Linked DNA regions of Capra hircus: region 1 is linked to region 2. Evidence: chromatin contacts called from public Hi-C data. All regions are on one chromosome and are shown on one strand. The core of a region is the stretch at or near the end of the contact, and the rest is flanking DNA. Distances in the headings are between cores, read along the strand shown.

The links. Hi-C and Micro-C count contacts between places; a contact is called where the count stands out from the background.
Region 1: a contact with region 2 is called in a Hi-C map of blood, with 8 times the contacts expected there. The contact joins two enhancer-like sites. A contact is called at or near these places in 2 of 5 Hi-C or Micro-C datasets (both in blood).

Annotation. Positions count from the first base shown.
Region 1 is chr13:77,503,695-77,508,606 of ARS1.2, forward strand. It overlaps SLC9A8 (sodium/hydrogen exchanger 8), which reads left to right. Exons shown (of 17, transcript XR_001919084.1): 16 at 633-1,403; 17 at 3,365-4,912. Among named protein-coding and RNA genes, the nearest start is that of SPATA2, 23 kb to the right of the region's middle. Within about 2 kb of position 2,872, at least 3 of the 5 cell types and tissues checked have an H3K27ac peak or open chromatin away from gene starts, as enhancers often do.
Region 2 is chr13:77,255,811-77,261,346 of ARS1.2, forward strand. No RefSeq gene overlaps it. Among named protein-coding and RNA genes, the nearest start is that of PTGIS, 79 kb to the left of the region's middle. Within about 2 kb of position 3,226, at least 3 of the 5 cell types and tissues checked have an H3K27ac peak or open chromatin away from gene starts, as enhancers often do.

The DNA.
Region 1 (4,912 bases), core at 1,622-4,121, 250 kb after region 2:
ACTGGCCTCTGGGTGACCGGGAGTGATGCCCGTTTGGGCCAGCTTGGGTCTGCTCTGCTGAAACGGTCATCTGCCCGTGCAGGCCGGGGCTGGGGTTGCCCCTGCGGCGGCTCCGCTCTGGTACTGAGCCCCGCCTTCCTCCTGCAGCGTCAGGGTGCCTTCAGCACGTGAGCTCTCAGTGGGAGCCAGGCGTTCTCCATGATGGCGTCATTTCCGGGAGCGCGGTGCGTGGGTGGTGGGCTGCCCCGCCAGCCCACGCGGCAGACACAGTGAGCTGTCTCACCTGATAGCCAGGGAGGCTGAGGCCCAGAGAGGTGGAGTCCCCGTCCTAGGGTCACACAGCTAGTGCGGGGCAGAGCTGAGAGCAGAGCCCAGGTGTGTCTGATTGCGGAGGCCAGGTTTTTTTTTTTAACATCTCGCCATCCTGCCGCCTCCTCCTGTTCTGAGTGAGACCCTTAACCTCCTGCCCACAGAGAAAAATCTCAGCCTGCCCTTAGTTAACACTTTGAAGTTGCCCGTGCGCCCTGCCTGCCGTCTCCTCCCACAAGGCACAAAGCAGCTGTCCCTCCCTGCCTTGCCCCTGAGCCTGACCCTGACCCACTGACAAGGGCTTGCCCCGTCTCCCGCCCCAGGACCTCCACCACGGGCGCATCCAGATGAAAACGCTGACGAACAAGTGGTATGAAGAGGTGCGCCAGGGCCCCTCGGGCTCGGAGGACGACGAGCAGGAGCTACTGTGACCGAGCGATGCCCGGGACGGACCCCCGCAAGGCGCGCGCACGGGCAGCTCTCCGCTCTTCAGGGCGGACAGAAGGAGGGTGACACCCGGGCCAGGGTCGTCCCAGCCCAGGACTCCGCAGACCCTGGGGGCCGGCCGGCTGCCCTGCAGTGCCCCCTCCCCGCTCCTTACTGGGCCTGACCGCAGACCGGAGGGCCCGCGTGCAGGTAGATCTTTGCTGCTGCTTCCGGAGCCAGGGAGCAGCCATCTGTCCGGTGAGGTGCCCGAGAGCGCGGTGCGCAGTCGCCGCCGTCCCTGGCCGCTGCTTTCATCACGGAGCCCTTCCCTGGCGGGTGGGCGTCAGGACCCACGGGGCCGCAAGCTGGCCGCCACTTGCCTGCTCCTCATCACGGTGCCGCTGGCTTCCTCAGCAGCAGTTCTCATCCAAGCGGCAGGCTCAGAACCCTCGGACCCTCGCCCACCCCTTCGTGATATTGCTTGAGCTCCGTGAGAAGGAGAAACCAAGAGGCCTTTTTTGTTTTACCTCCGACTGGCACCTCACAGGCTGTCTCCCCGGGCGGCAGGCGGCTCCCGCCTTCTCTGGGAATGCTGTGAATGTTTACACGGGAACCGGGCGGGCTCAGCCCCTGGAACCCTGTTGGAAGCTGCGGCCCTGGTTTTGGGGGTGAGTGAGCCTCTCTGCGGGGTCAGAGCGCCCTCTGGAGGGGAAACCTGGAGGCGCGGGATTTATGCGGGCCAGCAAGCAGCTGCTGTCTGAATTCAGTTTAAATTCATGCTCTTTGACGGAGCAGTGAGAGCCTAGCAGTACCTCCCTGACCTGATTCCTCATTCAGTGGTCCTTGTTTGCCCAGGCCCCTTTCCCTGGGCTCCGCCCGCAGTTCACCCGCTGCGCCGTCAGCTCATCAGCATCTCTTCTTTCCTGCTCCCTGTTCTCTGCCGTCTTGGGTCCTCCCTGCAGCCCCTCCCGGGACTCCCGTAGCCGGGAGCCGGGTACATCCGCTCCTCACCTGGACTTACTCGGCCCTTCCACGTGCTCGCTCGCTCGCTCTCACACACACACAACCGTGGTCCAGCTCCTGGGCCATCTCAAGGGGTGAGCTGCCCATCATGACCAGATGACTGGACTTACTGACTTGCCCGCGTCCACTCGCCTCACCGGCCCTTGAACATTTCTCTCTACCTGCTTGCTCTGTGCATCCCCAGGCCAACGGCAATTTCTGTATGTGGCTCAGGGTCCCAGCTGGAGCCTCGGAACTCGGCACCCCCTGGGGTGGTGTAATTCATCACGAGCCCATCCCTGGCTCTGCTGGGCACCCGGTTGGCCGGCGTGAATCTTGGGCTGGCAGCAGAGCTGTCTCCATCTTTTCCGCCCCAGGCAGGGTGGCTCAGGGTGTGAGAAGGGACGGACCTCAGGGCCTTTAAGGACTCACGTGCCCTGCGTGCAAGGCCGGACCCCTGCCTTCACCCCTTCCCTTTCCCCAAAGTATAGGTGTGAAGCCAGGCAGGCAGCCCGTGGCTTCCTTTTTGTGCATGAAAAGTAAATCTGTACTTGATTGCTAAAAGGTGATCACTTCCTTTTGTCACGTCCAACGTTAACCTCATAATTTGAGCCAAATAGGATTATTTGACTTCACCTAATCTCCCCACTGGGAGATTAATGCCAGGCTTGATTCCGGTCTCCATCATTTCCGGTTTCTTTTTAGTGGAAAACTAAAAGATCAAGCGGAGGAGACCTTTGTCCATTCGTAGGGTTGGGGGAGGGCAGCAGGGCTCAGAGACCGGATTGTCCTCTCATTCTTCAGTTCATCAGTAACTTGCTCCCCCCACCCGCCTTGAAATTCAGTCAGATCTTAAGGTGTAAGTTACATTGTAAATTCAGTAGCCTGCCAGAAAATATTTTTTGGCTGTGAGTTCATAGATGATGGAAACAGGTTCTTCTCAGTTCATTGTGCCCTTGTCACCAGGTCTCACCTGGCCTCCCAGTTTTAGCTGAGACCTGAGGAGGACACTAAGTAGAGAAGCACGGGAGGGGCTTGGTGGAAGGTGCCGGGTTTGGCTATGTGGAGGTGCTTGCCGAGGAACCTTTCCTGGTCTGGACGGCACCAGCCTGGGCCTTCCGTGAGCCTCTGCTGCCCTCTGCTGGCCGAGTCGAGGTTTTGCAGTGTGGGAGAGCAGCCCGCCAGGATGCAGGGAACCCGTGTTCCTCAGCTGCTGCCCGTTCACCTTTGCATAGGCCAGAGCCGGTGGAGAGGTTTTTCTGGCGGACTTCTTTCAGCTGTCATTGCCTGAGAATCAAAAACTGCTGTCTACCTTTACTGTTCCTGGGGCTTCCCTGGTGGCTCAGCTGGTAACGAATCCACCTGCAATGGGGGGGACCTGGGTTCGATCCCTGGGTTGGGAAGATCCGTTGGAGAAAGGAACAGGCCACCCACTCCAGTATTCTGGCCTGGAGAATTCCATGGACTGTATGTATAGTATAGTCCATGGGGTCGCAAAGAGTCAGACACAACTGAGCGACTTTGACTTTGTCTTTCCCATTCCTAATAGTTCTGTTTGGGGCAGTAAATGCCTAGAAGATTTTTTAAAGCCCAGCATAACTATAACTTCCTACCTACTTCCTTTCAGGTCCAGGCCATGGGACAGGAGATCTGTAGGACACAGAGAAGGTAATGACTTTAGAGAGAGGTGAAGGCTGCAGTGCGTGAGTGCCTCTGGGGAAGGTAGTCCGCCAGTGAGCTCTGAGGACAGGCTGTCTTGGGGAGTCCTGCAGCAGTAAGCCCACACCCGAAGGCCCCTTGAGCAGCCCTGTGGTTGTAGGACCCCTGGGAACAACCGTACTTGGAGATTTGGGGCGTGAGGCCTTCCAGGGGAAGAAGCTGGCTTTTCCTGAGCCCCCAGAGGTCAAGTTTGGGCTGGGCTGGCGCAAGGCCAGGCGGAAGGTGGCTCAGTCCCGTCATCTAGGGCTCAGACCCTCGGCCCAGGGACCGGCCAAAGGGCCCCCCACCCCCAGGCAAGCCACCTCTTCAGACTAGGGTGCTGGCAGGGCCCTGGCAGCCCCTGCCCACCCCCCGCCCCCCGTCAGGTCGGCCTCATTTGCCTGCAGACTCCTTGTGTGCAGTGGCAAGTGGAAAAATCGCTGAGTGGGGCGCCTTTTCCTTGCAGCCTGCGTCAGAGGTGGCCTCGTGGGGTCTCAGGTCCACACACCCCCAGGGGCCCACACATTTGGCAGAGCCCGAAGCGGGTAGGCCACAGTCAGGATCGTTCTGCTTTATTGAGAAGAGCCAGGGTGGGGTGGGCTGGGGGCGGTGCAAGGCACAGGCCTGGCTGAGGGTAGGTCTGGCCTTGGAGCTGGTCCCCAAGTCTGGCGTGAGGAGGACTCTCAGCAGTGACTGGCCGTCAGTTAGACTTTAAATGCCAAAAAGAGCACCTTCTCGGCTTCCCTGTTCACTGGCTCCGGGACGCAGACGTGTGTGTCTCCTGCTGGGTGGTGGGTAGGAAACCAAATCTGAAAGGTTCCCGATGGAGCAGCCAGCATCATTAAGCAGCTGTTGTACCGGGAGCCCGGTCTCCAAAGCCCCAGACAATATGTGTCAAATGGAAACACCGCAGTCAGAGTGAAGGCTGAGGAGGAACAGGCAGCTCCCTGCCGCTCAGGCTCCCGCCGTCTCTCTCACAAGTGGAGCCGGACCTGCAGGGACTTCCACCGTCTTGCCCTGTGCGACAGGCGAAGGCAGACTTTCTAATGGCCCCGGCCCACCCCACGTCACCGATGCTCACCCCAGATGACATGGTCCCTAATCCCGGCGGGAAACAGAACGCGTGGTGCTTCCTACCCAGAAGCAGGACTTCTCCCAGCTGCTCTGCGGGAGCGTCCTGGCTTCTGGGGGAGAAAGCTGAGTGGTTGGAAAACAGCCACGGGCCCCTGAGTCCTCGGGGCTGACGGGGAGCGTGCCGCTTGGTGGTTGAAAGGGAAAGGCTGCCTGCCGGCGCTGCGGGCCCATCCAAGGAGCTGGCCAGCCACACGTGAGAGCTGCTTCTCCGGGCCCAGCCCTGCTCTGTGGAGCTGAGAAGGCGCCTTACTCGCTGGGCCTCCTCGAGGTGTGTGGCTGTGTGTGTGAACGTGTGTGTTAACGTGTGTGTGCTCAACCATGTCTGATTCTTTGCCACCCCATG
Region 2 (5,536 bases), core at 1,976-4,475:
CCAGTCCAGCGTTTCTCATGATGTACTCTGCATATAAGTTAAATAAGCAGGGTGACAATATACAGCCTTGATGTACTCCTTTTCCTATTTGGAACCAGTCTGTTGTTCCATGTCCAGTTCTAAGTGTTGCTTCCTGACCTGCATACAGATTTCTCAAGAGGCAGGTCAGGCCGTCTGGTATTCCCATCTCTCTCAGAATTTTCCACAGTTTATTGTGATCCACACATTAATAAATGATAATGATGATAAATATTTCAACAACTGGCCTGTACTCCTCAAAAACTATCAAGATTCAGAACAGAATCTCTCAGATAAAAAGAGATGAAATGAACACGGTCTGTGTACCACAGGGAATTATACACTGGAGAAGGAAGTGACTACCCACTCCGGTATTCTTGCCTAGGAAATCCCATGGACAGAGGAGCCTGGCGGGCTACAGTCCAAGGGGTCTCAAGGGTCAGGCTCGACTTAGCTACTAGACCACCCCCAGCCAGTAGCCCCTGGAGAGGTATTTCCATTCAATTCTGCCAGCCTAGTCGTACCATGTTTTATCCAGAATCTCTGGGTGTCCTGGTGGGAGAGACTCCTGACCAGCCCCACTGATCAGCCTCCCAGTGCTGGGAGGTGGGAGCGCGTCTCTCTCACCCCCAGGCCCCGGCACAGACTCTGGGATTACAGGTTGGGTTCCGATCTCAGGTCTCTACTCACCCCTGGGAAAGCCACTCCACTCCGCCAAGCCTCCCTTCCTTGATCTGCATGGGGACATTTCCATTAAAAAAAAAAAATTTTTTTTTTTTTTTTCAGTTCAGTCGCTCAGTCGTGTCTGACTCTTTGCGACCCCATGGACTGCAGCACACCCGTCCTCCCTGTCCATCATCAACTCCCAGAGTCCAGCCAAACCCATGTCCACTGAGTCGGTGACGCCATCCAACCACCTCATCCTCTGTTGCCCCCTTCTCCTCCTGCCTTCAGTCTTTCCCTTCAATCTTTTTTTTTTTTTAATGAAACACAGATATGGAAGAGCACACGGCGCAAACACATACCTTCGTGATTCTGATCAGGCAGCTGGACTTCCCTGTGACCATCTCCTGGGGAAGAGCAGAACTTGGGCAGTTACCCCAGAAGCCCCCGCAGGACCCTGTCCCACTCAGGGACAGCCCCTCCCTCTTTCCAGAAGGACCCAGACTTCTAGAGTCAACGTTTGTGTTTCTTTACAGTTTTATCACTTCTGTATGGATCCCTAGACTATATTTTGTCTTGCCCATTAAAAAAATTTTTTTTGATGAGGAATTCCCTGGTGGTCCAGCGGTTAGGAGTCTGTACTTTCACAGCTGAGGGCTCTGGTTCGATCCCTGCGGGGGGGAAACTACGATGCCACAAGCCAGCGAGGCCAAAACAACAAAACTGATAATCTGTTCAGTCTTTCAATGTCTGCTTCCCCTGCCATTCGCTCCCTTTCCCAGTGGTTTATCTGTGGCAGAGCCTGGGCCGTCTGTTTCCCTGGAGCTGATGGCAACACAACACCCTCTAGCCTTGGCGTTTCCTGCAAATTGGCAGTCAAGTGCAGACGCTTGACTGGGGATGTTCGTGAGGAATAAGGATGGGTGAGGAGCCTGGCATGGGTGGGCAGCCTCAGAACGCGGTAGTCGGGAAGGTTCCCTGGGGTGCCCCGTGACCAGACTGCAGCTCACCCAGGCTCAGCCATCCACCCTCCCTTCTCTCCGCAACTCAGACCCGGCCACCCCACCTCCGGAAAGTTCCAGGGCCAAGGCTGGCTTGTCCCAGTGGGAGCTGGCAGCAAACTGGTCCGTAATTTTAGCCGTTCCTCTCCCCTAAAATTATTCCCCATCTGGAGATGGTTTCCAAACCCTGCCCAGGAAAGAGTTGGTGGTGCAGGGAACATTTTTCTATTAAAAACAGCAAAACGAGACCAAACTGGATGCTGAGCTCCTGCCAGCCAGGCTCTGGAGGTCTGGCTGAGTGCCAGCTGTATACCCTCCTCGGGGGACTCTGCTCGGAAGGTGCAGACAGTGAGAAGGACAGTTGGGCCCTGTCCCCTGGATCACCCATCCCACCCTGGGTGCGTGGACTCTGGCTGCAGGGCCAGGGGAGGGGTAGGTTGGATGAACAGCGGAGAAGGCTCTGGGGCTGGGGCTGAGCCGCCAGGAGACTTGACGCCTGTGGGCTGTTCTAGGTCACGTGGGGCATCGAGTCCCAGAGAGGCAGTTTTCTTCACAAGGATCCTCTTCAATCAGCTGCTCTGAGCACTTCAGGGAAGAGCTCCCTTGCTGCTCCCGGCTCCTCATCACCTCTGAGCCTCAGCTTCCCCATCTGTCAAAGGGGGCCACTGGCAGTCCTTTGAGGTTCCTGCAGGAAGTGGGAGGTGCCTTCTGGGACCCCACGGCACCCTGCGTGTCCTGGGTCCATGCCTGCCTCTCGGCCTCAGTGAATTGCACCCTAACATCTCTCCACCTGTTCCTGACTCCCCACACCCCACCTTCTTGATGCTCTTTCAGCCAGACTTGGCTGTTGAGGTTCCTGAGCCACTCCAGGGCTTTTGTGTACACGGTTCCTTCAGTCTGAAATATCCTGCTGCTTCCAGGTGGGTACCTTTGCTCCTCCTGGGAAAATCAGGCAGGCTTCCTGCCCTCCCTGGAGCATCCCCTGAGGCAAGGCCAAGCTTCCTCTCTCAGGCCCATCCCAGCTCCTCAATCCTCCATTTTCTCATATGGAGGATCCATGAACGCTGTAAACAAATAATTCTCTCTTGGGCATAACATCGGCCTCCCTTTCCTCAGCAGAAGCCCTCACCCCTTCCCCAAAGGAGACCATGCAAATATCTGATACACACAGTCATGGCTTATGATCCAAAGGCGCACAATCTGCCTCCATGCACCGAATACACATTGTGGAACAGCACTGCCTCTGGCCAACGGCCTCAGCTCTCTGGCCTCAGTTACCGCTTCTGAATAATGGGGCGATAACCATAGCCACCTCATTCTGACTGCCGCGAGGGTTAATGTGTGTGGGAAGTTCTGAGCACACTGCTCAATGCAGGGCAGGAGAAAGGTATCTCTCGGTAGAAGGGACCGCTCAGATTAGGGCTGGGACTAGGGCGAGGCTAGTGATGTGCTTAGGGTATGAAATGTAAGGAGGGCTCCATCTCAGGACGGTGCAGACCCAGAGATGCTCGGAGTTGCAAAGGAAGCCGGATGTCTGCTGCCCCCTGCTGGTTACTCCTCAGAATGACACTCCTTTCCTCTGCCCCCAAAGGTCCCTGACTTCACCCAAGAATAGTAAAGAATCTGCCTGCAATCCGGGGCTGCTGCTGCTGCTAAGTCGCTTCAGTCGTGTCCAACTCTATGCGACCCCAGAGACGGCAGCCCACCAGGCTCCCCCGTCCCTGGGACTCGCCAGGCAAGAACACTGGAGTGGGCTGCCATTTCCTTCTCCAGTGCATGAAAGTGAAAAGTGAAAGTGAAGTCGCTCAGTTGTGTCCAACTACTAGTGACCCCATGAACTGCAGCCCACCAGGCTCCTCCATCCATGGGATTTTCCAGGCAAGAGTACTGGAGTGGGGTGCCATTGGGGCACCCAGGTTCAATCCCTGGGTTCGGAAGATCCCCTGGAGAAGGGAATGGCTACCCACTTCAGGATTCCTGCCTGGAGAATCCCACGGACAGAGGAGCCTGGCGGGCTACACTCCATGGGGTTGCAAAGAGTCGGACACAACTGAGCAACTAACACTGCACCCTCAGAGCTGGATGGAAGGAAGTCACCTCGCCAGCTTTGAGGGACAGGTCCTGCTTCTGCCACTGTGGAAGCCTCAGTTTCTTCACCCATAAACCAGGGCAGGAGAGCTTGTCTAATAGTGCATGGCAAACAGGAGGCCCTCCTCAATCGTCAGTGTCCTTCTCTCAACACGGGATTTAAGGAGCACCTACTGTGCAGAGGACTCTTAGGAGACTGAGACTCGGAGCCGTTCCCTTTGGGGTGGACAGGGGAGGGGGATGAAGGCCAGGAATGGGGTCTGAGGTACAGGACTGCCCCCTTATTAAGCACCCACTGGGCGCCACACTGTTGTAAACCCTTGTGGAGGAATGCACCTCATGCTTTCAGAATGCAGTGAGGAGGGTACTGTTTTTATTCTTAGGAAGCCGAGGCCCAGAGAGGTTAATGAGCCTGATCAAGGTCACACAGCCTTGGTGATGGAGGTGAGATTAAAACCCACAAAGTTCCAAGTGCCAGACGGGAAAGGTTGGGCAGATCCATCCCCGTCCATTCATTCAACAAGTGTTTGTTGCACACCTACTGTGTACCAGGCCTGGGGCTGAGTGCCAGAGAGAGACCAGTGAACAAACAGCTCCTGCCCCCAGGGAGCTGTTCACCTAGAGGAGATGGGCAAGATAAATAAGCCACTTGGTGATTCTCATTGTATATAAAAAAATAAGAGTGAGAAGGAGGGGAAAGCAGGCTGCAGTGTGTTTTGACTTTCAGTAGGAGGGCAGGGGCCTTTGGAGCCATCTAGGGACTTTGGTTTTTTCTGTGAATGAGAAGTGGGAGCCATGTTCTGAGCAGGAGATGGGCTGGGGATGACCGACTCCCTGAGCTTCTGGGGCAGGCTCAGGGAGTGGGGATGTGGAGTCTGAGCTCATCGGAATAAAATATCCTGCACTGACCTGGCACACTGCGAGTCACCGGCAAGCACTGCACGGATGTTACTGGTGTCACTGTGGCAGGGAGACTCAGCGCCTCCGGAAGCTGGTGCAGTGTGTCATGAGACCACCAGGTGGCACCAGCGCACAGCAGGCGGACCCGAGGCTGCCCTCGGCGGACACAGTCGGCTCCGCCCTCCCCGCTCAGGCCAGCCTCTCAGCTAGCCACGTCTGAACAGGGCCTCTGTGATCAGAGGTGTCCGGAGCATTGAGGCATCTCTGGCCTCCGCTCACTCGTCAGCCGCATACCCTCACTCCCTAGTGAAAGTGAAAGTTGTGTCCGACTCTTTGCGACCCCATGGACTATACGGTCCATGGAATTCTCCAGGCTAGAATAGTGGAGTGGGTAGCCTTTCCCTTCTCCAGGGGATCTTCCCTACCCAGGGATCGAATCCAGGTCTCCTGCATTGCATTGCAGGCTCTTTACTAGCTGAGCCACAAGGGAATATTAACTCCCTTGTGTGACCACCAAAATTGTCTTCAGACATTGCCAGGTCATGCCCTAGAGGGAAAAATCTAGCCCTGCCCTTCGCTTAGCCACTCTGCGTGGGACACACTGGCCTCCTCGAAGCTCCTCCCACTCATCTGCATATCCCTGCCTCCGAACCCTTGCACTTGCTGTTTCCCCCCAGATATTGGCAGGGCTGCTCCATTCCTTCCAGTCTCTGCTCAGCTATCACCACCTCAGAGACTCCCTGTTCCGGACACTCTCTACCCAATTGCCTGAATATTTTTACCCCATGTATCACTAGCAGAAAAGATTTTATCAAAATGTTAATTTCTTTGCATAGTGAATCCCTGCCCTCTTAGAGCGCATGTTC